5 separate regions of the Mus musculus genome follow, and regions 1, 2, 4 and 5 are each linked to region 3. Evidence: chromatin contacts called from public promoter capture Hi-C data. All regions are on one chromosome and are shown on one strand. The core of a region is the stretch at or near the end of the contact, and the rest is flanking DNA. Distances in the headings are between cores, read along the strand shown. Region 1 holds the start of Zfp467 (zinc finger protein 467). Region 2 holds the start of Hibadh (3-hydroxyisobutyrate dehydrogenase). Region 3 holds the start of 5430402O13Rik (RIKEN cDNA 5430402O13 gene). Region 4 holds the start of Pdia4 (protein disulfide isomerase associated 4). Region 5 holds the start of Lrrc61 (leucine rich repeat containing 61).

Region 1 (2,700 bases), core at 172-2,671, 2.1 Mb after region 3:
ACAGGCAAATCCTGGTTACATCCTGGTCACCAGTAGGCCTCCAAGGCCACTGGGCTGGAATGCGGCTGGACCGGAAACTCTGAATCCTTCTATTTCATAATGAAATGAGGTCCCACTGGGCATCCTGCATGGTCACCCCACCTGGTGCACCCCACCTGGCCTGGGGGTTCCTTCCTCTGGGCCTACTATTGGGCCTGGGACCAAAATAGGGCCAGTATGAGTTTCCCCAGTTGCTTCCAGATATCTAGGGTTGGTGCCTGGGAGTTGAGCAGTCCTGGGGAAGGGTCAGCATCTATTCTGGGCACAGTGTCCTTCTAACTTCTCTAACATTCTCACCTGGCCACTGTTCCTGCATATCCTACATACGTGGACTGCAGTTCTCAAAGCCCATTCTTGCACACAGAGAGGGACACAAACTCTGCTCCTAGCCATCTTTACTCAGTGAAGCAGCCAGTTATTAAAAGAGCCTTTTGCATCTTGAGTCACAGGACCTCCTGATCCTTCAGGTCGGTCTCCATTGCTCCAGATTTCACTCTAACTATCTGTAAATGTTGAGGACATCCCTGCTCCATCTTATAAGGCTAGCCTTGGGTCACTGCCCTGATTCCACAGGTGTCACTATCCTTGTGTCAGGGTGCCATTGTCAGGGACCGTGTCCTATCCAAGAGGGCCATTTAATGGCCTCCTCTTCCCAGACTCTCTCCCAGCAGCTCTGTTCTGCAACTTGGCTGACAAGGGAAGCTTGGACTGGGGAGAAATGTAACTTGGATCTGCCCTTTTCCCTACAGGGGCAGGCAGGCGGAAATGGGAGCCCATGGGAGTTTGAAGAAAAATCACAGGGCATGGAATATCCAGCCTAGATTTTAATTCCAGGGCTGGGTGAGGGTGTCTGAAGAGCAGAGGGGGATGGCTTAGGAGTACCTGCACCCATGAGCAGAAATGGTGGAAGTCTGGGGAGAGATCCACACCTAACGCCAGGAGGTTTTCTTACCCACGGACAACACTCCCCCGCCCCCGCCCAGCCCCGCCCCACCTCACCCCCTGCAGTTTCCATGCCTGTCCAGCGGTCTCAGTCGGGGACTTGGTTCCTTTTTCCCCATTTTCTACTTTGAGAGCCCTCTCTCTGCCCTCTTAGATTGGTTCTTAATCCTCAGTCTCCGCGGTGAGACTTGGATCGCGTCCTCCGGTCTGGGTGGATCCTGGTGGAGAGTTTTTTGACCGATTCTCCCAATCTCTGCTGGCCAGACAGTCTCCCGCGGGACCGCGGCGCTACCACTTACTCGGCTGCCACTGGCGATTTTAAAGACAGCCATACACACATTGCTCTCCTCCCCAAACACGCCCCCTCCTCTCCCTACTCCCCCCAACTCTTCACTACTACCACCACCACCCCGTTCCGCGCTCCACCTTTCTCCAGCTCCTCCCTCCTAGGCTGTGAGCACCCTCCCTTCTAGCCCGAGTGCCCTTCCTTCTAGCCTCTTCTTCTCCTTCCTCTCCCCTCTGCCCTTCCTCGGTCCTAAGCTCCCACTTTCCATCTCCACACTCCGGGCATCTTGCCCTCAGACCGTCACCTGCACCCAAGCCCATTAGTGCACCCTCCCGCGGCAGGTCTCTCGAAGACCCTCCGCTTTAGCCTGTGCCCCGGAGCAGTGTTCCCGCTTCCCGGGTTCCTCCCCCCGATCACCCGCAACGCTGCCCCACACCCTCTCCCTCCGCGTCTTTCCTTCCCCTCCCCGCGAAGTTTCAGGGCTGTCAGTCCCGGAGTCTTTCGGGCAGCCCGCACCCAAGCTGCAGGCAGCCGGCGCCATTGTGCAAACGGCCGCCCGGGACCGGAGGCCCGAGCGCCTGGGTCCCCGAAGCGGGCCGCGGCACGTAGCCGCAGGAGCCCGCCAGGTAAGGACACCCGAGACTCCCGGGCAGGCGTCTCCCCCGCCACCCAAACGGAGCTTTACAAGCCCTGCCGACCCACGGCAGGTGACAACCCCGAGGGAAGGGGCGCGCAGACGCGAGTGTGGGGGAGGGGGGGGGTCAGACCAGGAGGGAAGGGAGTCAGGAGGGAGGGTCCTGGCGCAGATGGGGAGACTAGGAAACTGGAGGGGAGGGCAAGGACTCGGGGAGGCCCGGTGGGAGCAGGTGGGAAGAGGGCGGGAGGGGCCTGCGGGGAGGATCCCCAGGAGCGGGAGTAGGGTTCCTCGGGATAGAGGAAGGGTCCAGTGCGAAAGGGCAGGAAACGGGCTCAGGGATGGGGCTGGTCGGGAGCGAAGGACGCTGACAGGTGAGCCTAGAGCAGGGCAGGGGGCCGGGACCCGGAGTGACTCCGGAGCTCTAACAGGGGCGGGGATTGGGGGGAGTCTAGTCAGAAGGAAAACTCCGGAGAGGGCGTGAAGTCAGTGGGGAGCAGAAATGGGCAAGGGGGCTGCTGAGAGGGAGGTGTGTTGGGAAGAAAGGGGTATGGGGAGGGGCAGAACGAGGGAGTAGGTCCAGAGAATGTGGGGTTAGCTTGGATTCCCCCCCCCAAGATGGGGGGCGTGAGACCTGGAAGCTAGGGAGCGGACTAGGAGGGGGAGGGGAAGAACAAGGCTGGGGACCGGGAGGGGAGAGAAGCGGAGCCGGAGCTTGCAGGGTAGGCAGAGGGGGAAGGGAGGCGGGGGCCGCTGAGGGGGGAAGGAGAGCAGCGGGAGGGAGGGAAGCAGAGGGGAG
Region 2 (2,700 bases), core at 121-2,620, 2.1 Mb before region 3:
TGAGGATGGAAGGTAGGCATCTTGGTTTTCTTATTGCTTGCCCTCCCCCTACCCCCCAAGCCCCATTCTTGCCTCTTGGCCTACTTTTCTTCAAAGGTTACAAGTCTTGTTTTAGTGTACTGAAGATAAAAATTCTCCAGTGGAAATTGAATACTTTGCGATTATCCTCAAGGAACAGATATTCAAATATGTATACTGTCTTACTTAGGGTTTCATTGCTGTGAAAAGACACTATAACCATGGCCACTCTTATAAAAACAAAACCATTTAATTGGGGCTGGCTTACAGTTGCAGTGACCTAGTCTATTGTCATCATGGTGGGGCACATAGCAGCATCCAGGCAGACGTGGCGCTAGAGTTGGTGCTGAGAGTTCTAGGTCTTGATCTGAAAGCAGCAGAAGGGGACTGTGTGCCACACTAGCTGTCGTTTGAGCATATGTAAGACCTCAAAGCTGGTCTCCACAGTGATGCCTTTCCTCCAACAAGGCCACACCTTCTCCAATAAAGTCACACCTCCTATGTGCCAAGCACTCAAACATATGAGTCTATGGGGGCCATGCTTATTTAAGCCACCAAATATACCAAATAGTCAAATAAGGAAAGATCAGCAAAATATCTGTTTTTATAATATACATATATACTACTTCCTGGGTTTAAATGTACCATTAGATTTTGGGTTCAAAAGATGCAGGTTGTAGAAAATTTTAAACATTGACGCATTTCTTGGAACTCAGTAAGTTCCTAGAAATTCTACTCTTCAAAGAGAACAGTGCTATTAAATTACTTCCCTACTACTTTTCAAATACGACTGGAAAAACCATTGAGTTGTATATCACATAGATTTCAGTTATTACACACATGGTAGATTCTGTGATTGTGTTTCAACAGACGCTGAAAATATATATGTTAACCCTGGGAGGTCCATGTATTTATTACTGAAGTTAAAAATGAGTCCCTATACTAGGAAACACAACATTTCTGCTCTTTCCTTTAATACTGCAGTAGCTGCGGTTCTTGTCTGGGAGGAAGAAAAACAATTAGCAGCCCAGTGAAGAGGCAGTTGCTCAGTGCAGGTGCTCGGAGGAGGCGGTAGTGAGCGACAGCCACCGCCTCCCACACACCCCTCAGCTTTTGGGTAAACAAGAATTCTCTCACCCAAAGGTTGTAAATTCAGCAGGAGCCGGAGGCAAGGCAGGGCGTCTATGGATTTCGGGATCCTGATTGGACTGTTCCCGACTCCGGCCACGCCTCTCAACACAGTGCTCCGCCCCGCGCTGGGCGGAGTCCAAGCCGAGCAAGGAGAGCGCGTGCGCGAGCTGTCCTTACGGAGGTGCGGGCCATCCCGGCTGCGCACACTCGTAGTTCACAGGCCGTGTGTGAGGCGGCGGAGGTCACGGCGCGGAGGCGGGGCGGGGGACAGCATGGCAGCCTCCTTGGGGTTCCGGGGAGCAGCCTCCGGCCTCTGGTACTGGAGCGGCCGGCGGCGGCCCGTGGGCAGCCTTGCAGCGGGTAAGGACCTCGCGCCCCATCTGCTCTTCTTCCTCTGGTCATCCGAGGAGGGCTTTTCGCCCGAAGGGCTGCGGTTGGTTTGAGGGTAAAAGCGACAATTGTGGTCGCCTCCTAGGCCTGGGCCCCCTTGTAACTGCCTCCTGAGCCGTCAGCCTTCCACTCCTGCCCTATGCCCGGCTCCAGATTGTTCAGCGTTTCCTCTGCGGGACCCAGGAACAGCTTGTGATGAAGGGAGGAATGTTTGGGTCCCTGGCGTGCGCTTTGGATTTGGGGCTCCTAGGACATTTGGAGGGCTCAGCTCCAGAGGTGACCCCACCGCACCCACCTCTGGGACCCCTGGCCTTCCAGCTCCCTGGCTTCACCCTAAGCGGGGGCTCCCTCAGACTTCAAGGCCTAATTTGTGTTTTAACTACTCTAGTCGGTGGCATGGCGGTATCCTAGAAATCCAGCAAAGTTTGTCACCCTTGACCAGCAAGCAGAGCGAACTCCATTATGAAATGGAGTTGTGCTGCCTCAAAGTGGTGGACTTTTGTCGAAATATTAACCACAATTCTTTGCCTCAAAGTTGTGTCTATAACCTAACCGACTACTATGCTGTGCTGCAAGTATGGAAAGTGACCAGGTTTTAAGCTTTTAGAGCGACATGAATATCTGAGAACTGCTTTTCACATGAGGATCTCCCAAGGCCTTAGAATGAGTAAATTGGGACTTCTCCAACAAGATCCAGGAAGTACCCCTTGTTTCTCCCTGACTCTTGGATTTTCTAGGACATCAAGACACCTCTTTAATTAAGAATTGGTTGAAATGGTCATTACCAAGGCTTTTAGAATGCAGTTTCTCATTTGCTGTGGACATGACCATAAAGAAAAATTCCCATGAGGGTTTTCATATGCTACTTGTCTAGCAGTTAACCTGTTGGGAACATGTGTTGAAAAAAAAAATTGGTTGATTTGTGGGAGATACCGAAGGATTTTTTTTTTTAAATGTAAAAGTTTATTTTAACAATGTGCTGGTTAGCACTATCATATACAGGACTAGCAAACAAAACACCGTTGCCTTTGCTTAGCATGCAGGAGGCTCTGGATTCAGGGTGCTTGTGTTCACTTGTTTTAATTTTTGTGTAAGAAATATGTTGGGAGTTGATTTCTGAGCAGCTCCCAGTCTTTGCCCTCAGGAAAAACTTATGAAATT
Region 3 (2,700 bases), core at 194-2,693:
AGAAATAAGGAAGGCAGTATCAGGACTTGATTTAAGGACATATTGAATGTCTACAGATTTGCTACATCAGGTCTTTAAAAACTTTAAGAGTTTGATAAATAAGCCTATATACAAATAACTTAAAATAAACCTACATAAGGACTAAGTCTAAATGCTGAACGAGTACCCCCAAAAGCTAGGACAGTTTAATAACAATGAAAATACATCAGACCTCCTTATCTATGGTTCCCATATCCATGTCTTCAGAAATCAGCAGATCACATCACATACTATGTAGTTAGGCTTACAATATTCTCACCAATACAGAATGACTAGCGTTTTTGTCATTTTCCCTAAGTGACACCATACAGCACTGCATTTGGCAGTATAAGTTATAATCTAGAAATTATTTAAATATTGGGGAGATTGTGTAGATTATATACAAATATTACATCATTTCATGTGAAGGACTTAAACACCCATGGAATTCTGTATGGGTTCTGGGGATTGTTCTGGAATCAACTATCCCTGGGAATACCTAACAACTATACTCACACAAACTGACATCTTTGAGCAGATAGGACCAGTGGCTGGAAAGAGATCTATTGAGACTTTAGACCAGCCTTCTAACATCTCATGTTAATCTGATGGCGGAAGGAAAAGTGGTAGAATATAAACAAGCTCAACCAGAATATGTGAGTTCATACTGAGAAGGGCCCGGCACACACCAGGCATCTATAAACACACGATAAACTATGTCAAGGCTAGACAGAACATAGGGAATGGACCGACATTCATCTGAATTTGGGAGAGGGGAGTAATGAAGAAAACGTCCAGTGGCAGAATTTAAAGTGTCTGTGAGTTCGTTTTGAAGTACACCAGGAAAGTATGCTAAGGAGACTTCCATTTCCAATATGGTCAGAAGGGATGCCAAGTCTAGCGGATTCCCGGGAATCCTCTACTCAGGCGAATCCTGCTTCTCCCTTAAAGCTTGCCTGCACACCCTCCTCGTTTTCTACAAACACTAGGGGAAGAAAACAGGGACTCTGGGTAAGATGTGATCCTGTCTGCCACTTGTGCGTACCTTCCCCAGCTTTGAGGCTCTCACTGGGAGAGCAGGAAGATGGTTTAACAGAGTAAAGGTCACCAGCAGGCGTCCACTGCGAGGCCAGTGCAGTTGCGCCAGCCAGGAAGCCTTGACCAAGCCTGGGTAAAGGTCGCCAGCACACCGGCCGGCAGTCTCAGCACTCCCCGTGGGCGGAGGCCGAAGGAGTCCTAGGGCCGGGCGTTACCTGAGCCGAGCCACACCCGGATCCCAAGGGAGCATCGGCCCCGCTACTTGCCCTCGCCATCTCGCAGGCCAGAGGGTGACGTCACGCACGTCCACGCCTTACGTCCTAAGGCCTGTCGTAAGTGTCGGGCAAACGAGGCCTCTGAAGGAAGGGCGCCCTCTGGGCACATCCTACCATGCTAGCTCGCATGCGCGCGCACAAACCTGTCCTGGAGCCAATGAGGTGCGGTTACGTCACGGCGCAGCAGACGGCGCTACCGCACGTCGGGCCGCGGACGGGCGGAACAAGTGTGGTTGCACCGACACCGGTACATAGGCGCGGGCCGGCGTGTCCTTGGGCTAGAGCGCGGGACGTCTGTCTTCGAGTCCGAACGTTCGTGGTGTTGACCAGCCCGGAACGGTGAGCGCGCGACGGGGATGCGGACCGGGAACGGGGCGAGGAGGCCGGGGCAGGCCTAACCTACAAAGCCATGCAGAACTGTGGCACGGCTGGAGGCGGCGTGGGTGTAGGACCGGGGCCCGGAGTTCTAGAAGGAACTCGCCCGCCGCCCCTTCTGAGAGCAGAAGCTGCTGTTCCTTCAGGACTGGGCCAGTTCTTTTCCTGATTAAGCATCTGGGAGGGTGGGTTTGTAAAGTCGTAGTCACCCCTGGGATCTCAACGTGAGAGTGAGACGGTTCCTTCCCCAGTCCTCCCTCGCCTTCCCGTGCCGGACTAAAGCAAGAGAGAAGAGACTTAACCTCCTAATGAGACCGGAGCAGGCGGAAGCACTTAGGATCACCCCCAGCCTCCCTTATCTTTGGAAGTGACTTTAATCGGCAGCACTGACAGCAGTTTAGCATTCTGAAATGTTAAGAGTTGTAGTGGTTTTGCTTTAATGAGTCCGGTTTCATATTTGTGACTTTTTGACCTTGCCTTCTTCGGAAACTGGGGTTTGAGCTGTGGGTTTCCATTTCCCTTGGCATGGACCTGTCTTGAGCACAGACTTGCTTTAAAGGAGAGTCTCCTAGGTGATGTATTTGCTATTGAAGAATATTGCAAGTGGACTGAGTTAGCACCCTGCCTGGTGTTAAGAGGACATAAGAATAGCGGTTTGAATGGTCATTGGGATCCGTAGTACGTTTTACTGTTGGATCTTTTCCCTTTTAGAATTAAAAATGGGTGATGTTGAAAAAGGCAAGAAGATTTTTGTTCAGAAGTGTGCCCAGTGCCACACTGTGGAAAAGGGAGGCAAGCATAAGACTGGACCAAATCTCCACGGTCTGTTCGGGCGGAAGACAGGCCAGGCTGCTGGATTCTCTTACACAGATGCCAACAAGAACAAAGGTAACGGGGGGAGCTGCTGTCAGCCACAGCACAGGTTGCTTGGGTTAACCAGTGCAGAATTACCAGGTGTGTAAAACACTTAACCTCTGCATCTCTTTCTGTTTAG
Region 4 (2,700 bases), core at 105-2,604, 2.8 Mb after region 3:
TGTCCAGTTTAGCTTTGAATTTCTGGGCTAAAATGATCTGCTTTAGACTCCAAAGTAGTTGAAACTACAGAAAAGAATTATATCAGAATAATAAAAAAGGTAGAACCATCACTGAGTTCTACAGAAAACACAAGAGACTGCAGTAATCTCTTGTGGTTTAACCTAGATAGAATCAATCATAAACCTCATGAATCCAGAGCATGTAGGTTGTGTGCCTGTCTAGTCTTAATTTAGTTTTCAAAACATATAATCTGAACTTCTGGCTGTGGACATGCATGCAGGAATTGTCACAGATACACTAGTAGATAGACAATCCCAATGGACTACTTCTCTAGAGAGAGATCTGCAGGAGTAAAGGAAAACACATATTCAAATTGGCCTAGGAACCTAGCCTAATAGTGCTAAAATGACAACCCAGGGGAGTAGTGATAAATACAGCTCATTTTCTCCTCCTGTATACATCAGAAAATATTGCAGGACTCTCTAAGATTTATTTATTTAGCCTCATTTGTCTTCTACGTCATATCATATGTTAATCCACAGGTGCTAACCCTAATGCCAGTACAGCTTTCTTTTCTGACATGCAAACCTAGTTTCTTTTCCAAAACACTCACGGTTATTTCTAGATCTAAATCACTAGATTGGTTATCTCTCTCTCTCTCTTCAGAAAAATCATAATACAAGGCAACGTTCAGACAAGACTCTGACTTATAGACTTAGTCATGGAGTCCAAGTTGTAATTTTTCTTTTCTTTCTTTCTTTCTTTCTTTCCTTTCTTTCTTTTTTTTTTTTTTTTGCGACAGGATATCACTAAAAGTCATGGGTCTCTGCCTCCACAGACCTGGAGTCAGCCCACCCAGCTCTGAAACAACTAATCTATTTCATATACCTCTCCGAACCTAGTATCTAGGAAAGAAACTCAAACTTTTATATGCTCAACAGAAAAAACAAGAAGCCAAAGAACAGGGGAACAGAGGCGGGATCTCTGATCTCACTTTTTCCCAAAAGTTCTGTCCTCTTTAGTTTCCTGCACAAGGACAGCCTCAGACGGACGAGCCTACACATGCACCCCACCATTTCCTTGAGTTTCTTACACGTGTTCTTCCTGCCAAGCTTGGCCAAAGGGAGCTGACCTCCCAACCAATCCCTCCCCTCGGAGTGCTCAAGCCCCGCCTCCCTGTGCAGGGCTGGTTGCCTTTGTTCTCCCCCGCACTCTTTCCGGACCTGGGCGCTCCAAGCAAACCGAGTGGCAGCCCGTGATTGGTGGTCGCGGCACAGCCAATCAGAAGGGGGCACCTCACACTAGGGCTCGGAGTTTTAAACGCGGAGCTGAGGGGCGCGCCCGCGCGGAGGGCTCAGGCAGCGGGGCGGGGCGGTGTAGGCGGGGCGCCACGGCTCTCGCCCTGATTCGTGCGGGGATTGGACGGGCCGCGGCTTCCTTACCTCCAACCAATCACCGGCCTGAACTTCCTGGAGGCTTTGGTGCGCTCCGGCGTCGCTCGGGAGGTCGGCGAGTGCTCTGCGGTGGCCGGTGTCTGCAGGCCCAGCTCTGCACCCAATCATGAAGCTCCGGAAAGCTTGGCTGTTGGTCCTGCTCTTGGCGCTGACACAGCTGCTGGCTGCTGCGAGCGCCGGAGATGCACACGAAGGTGAGCGGGAGGGCGGGTCGGAGGAGCAGCTCGCGTGGGTTGCAAACCTTGCTGGGGCCTGACAGGGTGCTTCGCTCACACCCCTGCGGAATTAGTGACCCGGTAGCAACGAACTTAATGGAGTTTCAGTGTAGGGCCGAATCTAGGGGTGTGGGCCTCTTTAGTTCCTACCTGAGACTAGGACACGGAGGGACGTGCCGAGTGCCTGGTTCGCAGCTCGTCTCTTTACCCTCACTACTGAGATTTGCCCCTTTGTTGAGTAAAATTTTCTGGAGAATACTCTCGTTTCCAAAACCGGTTTTAGAAAACGGAGGCGGGATGGCCGCTAGTAGGACCTGGAAGAGGCAGTCGCAGATACTGGGCATCTATATCAAGAAGTAGAAATAACTCAGGCTTTGTTTTCGTCTTTTATGGAAACTGGAGCTGCCGTATACAAGCATTTTATTCAGCGCCTTTTTTTGCCAGTCGCTGCACTGTGTTTTGAAAGTCGAGGCTGGTGGTGCATGTATTCTAGTAGGAACAGTATGTGTAACTCATAGACGTTATGCCCGCACCCTTTCTTCGAAATCCTCTACCGAAAACATAAAAACTTTGAAAATAGGAAGTACTAGTTAACGTTGTTCCTAGAGAACGGGTCTGATCGACACCTTTCCCTTCTAACCACTAACTTGTTGCCTACTAGGTTTAGTCTAATATAAACAAACCCCATTTTTAAAGTTTAGTGTGGAGGGGGAATGTGAACTTTATACTCCTAGGTTGAGTAAGATTCCTGTGGATCATTGATTTATGAGTCTTTGCCCAGGTAGGAAAGAGTAGAAATGAAGAGACTGCTGAAAGGGGCCAACTATCCGTCCTACCTATGAGTATATCTTGGCACTTTTGTCCAAACTGACTGAGGGCTCATTTCTTATAGAGACCCAAAATACATTGAAACAGAAAGAGGGCAGAGTCTTCATTTTAAGCAAATTTTTCACTTTTCAAAGCAGAATAGGCTTTGTGGGGGACACATGAAAGTTTGAGAACCAGTGTAGTTTGGTGTATGCTTTAAGAA
Region 5 (2,700 bases), core at 134-2,633, 2.0 Mb after region 3:
CTTTCTCTTGACTATTTTGTCAGTCCTTTTCAGGAGCATGCCCAGATGGGACCTGGCTCCCTAATTCTACCCTGTTACACCGCACAAACATACATCCAGGGGCATTCCACAGTCCCACTCTGTGCAAGCTTGCCAGCCTCCTCTCCTCTCACATTCCTACACCTGGGGAAGAAGGAGCTCTAGTCTCCCACACAACCAGAGAATTTAAGCCAGTCAGTGTGAGATGCCAAAGCTTTTAAATTCAGACTCCATTTTAGAGAATCTGACCTAAGCTTGAACTCAGGTAGACTACAGGCCGGTATCTAGCATTAGTATCCAAGTTGTCCCCACAACAAAACCTGAGCCTAGCTCGTCTCTAGGCTAATCCCCAACAAGAGCAGAGTTTCCAAGTTACACCCCTAACAAGACCAGTATCTCCTGGTTATTCCCCCAACAAACCTGCACCCCAGGTTGCAAGCCCAACCCTTGCCTAATGACCACCCATGCAGAGGGGAGCAGAAGTTAAGTTTATGATGTGACTCCCAGCACCAGCCAGTTATATTAAAGGCCAAAGTAGCTTTCCATTTAGATGCTCGCATTCGTATTCCATGTTTGGTGCTTACTATAAAGCCTTGCCACATAGACATTCGGGGCTCCTCCCCCACCAAAACCGTCCTGTGTGAGGGTGGTGCATTGGGGGGGCTTGAGCTAGCTCGAATAGAATAAAGACCCTGCTGTGAGTTGCATCAGATCAGCTCCTGTGTGTGTGTGTGTGTGTGTGTGTGTTTGGCGGGGGGGGGGGGGGGGTCACTAACTTTTCCCTGGCACAACAGTGGAGGATGTTTTAAACAACACTCCGCCATCTTCTGAGCTCACATAGCCAAAGTGACAAAAGCCACGGATAAGTTCCTGCTGGGAGACTACACTTCCCAGCTTCCTTTGGGGACTACTGAAGTCATTTCCACCCATTTCTGACCCCAATAAGGGGCCGCATCCTTCTTCCTTTGTAGGCATTTTTGCCATTTGCATATCTTGTGACAAATGCTCCCTCACCGAGAATAAACAAGACCAAAACTTTTTCCGCCTTTTTCTCTACGGCTGCTCTTTTAAAATAATCTATCACACTAGCGGAACCCTTGTTGTTATGTATACCAAGAGGCTGTGATTGTGGGATAGGAAATCCAATCCTAATGTCTCCTGGCCACCAAGGCAGCACCCACCTCACCGGCCGCGATTGTTACCGGTTAAAGCGTTCTGTCTGTTAACTGCACTCAGAGCAGTGCCTGGGGCTGAGGGCGTGGCCACTAACCGCGGGCGGTTCCAGAAGAATCCAGCATCCCCCAAACAAACAGAACACGCAACTCGGTTTCTGGCGCAGGCCCAGCCGACCCGGAACCTGCGAAAGGCCGGAAGGGGCGGGGAGTGGTGCGACGCAGAAAAAGTTGTTTTTAAGGGACGCGCTGCGGCTGGCAGGGTACGCAAGTGACGCAGATTACACAACCAGAGGAGCTTCTAGCTCTTTGTGCTGGAACCCGCGGCCAGTGCTGCTGGAGGATTTTGTTCCTGTTAGTTTGGTCATTAGCACATTTGACAGAGCGACGTTGGGAAAGGCATTTATGGTTCCTTAACGAATGTGTTCTGTGACATTCAGTATGCTAGGCTGCAGGCCAGTGGTGACCTAGATTTTCTAACCCGATAAACGGTGCCTGGTACGTGCTCGCCCACCCCTCTCCGAACCCTGCCCCTCACAGCGGTGCAGTCATGCTCACCGCCTAGGACTGCAGACAAAAGGTGCCACAATAACGATAAGAAGGACCCCTTGTGGGAACCTTACCCGTATTTTTAGAAAACTACATCAGAATGTTTCCTGAGATAAATGTGCACTGCCTAGTGATATTCCCAAAGGCCTTGCCCCCAGAGATGTCACCAACGCAAACTGCCACCTTTGTAAATGACATTGTCCAACGGATAAAGAGGTCACCTTAACTAGGCACAGGGGAGAATGCCTCTCACTTTCTTTCACAGGCCACTTGGAAATGTCTACATTGGGAGGGTTTTCCATCTCCTGATGCTTTCTGTGCACTCAGACAAAGCAATCCCAGTTCAGTCCACACCCTTCCAGCCTGGGCTGGCTAAGTATAGGCACAGTTTTGTTGTTGTTCACATCTTTGCACTGTATCACAGTGCAAAGTCCTTAATGAATACGTGTTTGATGACGTTCAGTGTGCTAGGCTGCAGGCCAGTGGTGACCTAGCTTTTCTAATCCGTCAAATGGTGCCCGGTATCCATTTGATCTCCCTTGAACTTCTCCATGTGATGGACCAGCCTGAGTCTATTTTAAGATTAGAAGCTATAAATGTTCCTTCTAGGAAGGTGTGGAACCCCAAGAACCGCACAACTCTTAGCAGAGAGAGTGTCCCAATGGTAGACATGGTAGCCTAGGAACCACACAGCTCAGAGGTAGGACAGTGTCCCAATAGAAGAGCGTCCTGAGACACAGGAGCCCAGGAACCACATAGCTCTGAGAGGAAGCCTCCTCAGCAAGAGGCACTGCAGCTCCCAGGGAAGGGTATACCCAGCTGAGCTCTGGAGCCTCAGCCCCGCTCCACTTCTCTTCATTGCTTCTTTGCTTCTTCTGATGCTAAAAAACAAAAACAAAAACAAAAACATCACATCAGGAATCAAATCTCATTTAAAAAAAAACAAAAACAAAAAAAAAAA

What was found. Promoter capture Hi-C pulls out the DNA fragments that hold promoters and counts their contacts.
Region 1: a promoter capture Hi-C map of liver shows a contact between it and region 3, with 5 times the contacts expected there. The contact joins the promoter of Zfp467 here to the promoter of 5430402O13Rik in region 3. A contact is called at or near these places in 7 of 39 promoter capture datasets (the 3T3-L1 cell line, hippocampal neurons, liver and 2 more) and 1 of 115 datasets of contacts at active chromatin or transcription factors (astrocytes).
Region 2: a contact with region 3 is called in a promoter capture Hi-C map of pre-B cells, with 2.1 times the contacts expected there. The contact joins the promoter of Hibadh here to the promoter of 5430402O13Rik in region 3. A contact is called at or near these places in 11 of 39 promoter capture datasets (the 3T3-L1 cell line, 3T3-L1-derived adipocytes, the C10 cell line and 7 more) and 1 of 9 other capture datasets (liver).
Region 4: a promoter capture Hi-C map of pre-B cells shows a contact between it and region 3, with 5 times the contacts expected there. The contact joins the promoter of Pdia4 here to the promoter of 5430402O13Rik in region 3. A contact is called at or near these places in 5 of 39 promoter capture datasets (cranial neural crest, hippocampal neurons, liver and 2 more) and 1 of 9 other capture datasets (liver).
Region 5: a promoter capture Hi-C map of liver shows a contact between it and region 3, with 5 times the contacts expected there. The contact joins the promoter of Lrrc61 here to the promoter of 5430402O13Rik in region 3. A contact is called at or near these places in 3 of 39 promoter capture datasets (hippocampal neurons, liver and pre-B cells), 2 of 115 datasets of contacts at active chromatin or transcription factors (astrocytes and extraembryonic endoderm stem cells) and 2 of 9 other capture datasets (adipose tissue and liver).

Annotation. Positions count from the first base shown.
Region 1 is chr6:48,444,546-48,447,245 of GRCm38.p6, reverse strand. Zfp467 (zinc finger protein 467) reads left to right here and starts at 1,421. Exons shown (of 5, transcript NM_020589.2): 1 at 1,421-1,893. It also overlaps a transcript of Sspo not described here.
Region 2 is chr6:52,638,970-52,641,669 of GRCm38.p6, reverse strand. Hibadh (3-hydroxyisobutyrate dehydrogenase) reads left to right here and starts at 1,370. Exons shown (of 8, transcript NM_145567.1): 1 at 1,370-1,509. The coding sequence starts at 1,422. It overlaps LOC115490472 (a small nucleolar RNA gene), which reads left to right and starts at 2,315; the gene lies at 2,315-2,436.
Region 3 is chr6:50,565,386-50,568,085 of GRCm38.p6, reverse strand. It overlaps 5430402O13Rik (RIKEN cDNA 5430402O13 gene), which reads right to left and starts at 1,443. Exons shown (of 3, transcript NR_027892.1): 1 at 1,064-1,443. Cycs (cytochrome c, somatic) reads left to right here and starts at 1,517. Exons shown (of 3, transcript NM_007808.5): 1 at 1,517-1,670; 2 at 2,418-2,594. The coding sequence starts at 2,426.
Region 4 is chr6:47,812,166-47,814,865 of GRCm38.p6, reverse strand. It overlaps Pdia4 (protein disulfide isomerase associated 4), which reads left to right and starts at 1,354. Exons shown (of 10, transcript NM_009787.2): 1 at 1,354-1,649. The coding sequence starts at 1,562.
Region 5 is chr6:48,553,482-48,556,181 of GRCm38.p6, reverse strand. Lrrc61 (leucine rich repeat containing 61) reads right to left here and starts at 1,383. Exons shown (of 3, transcript NM_177736.3): 1 at 1,200-1,383.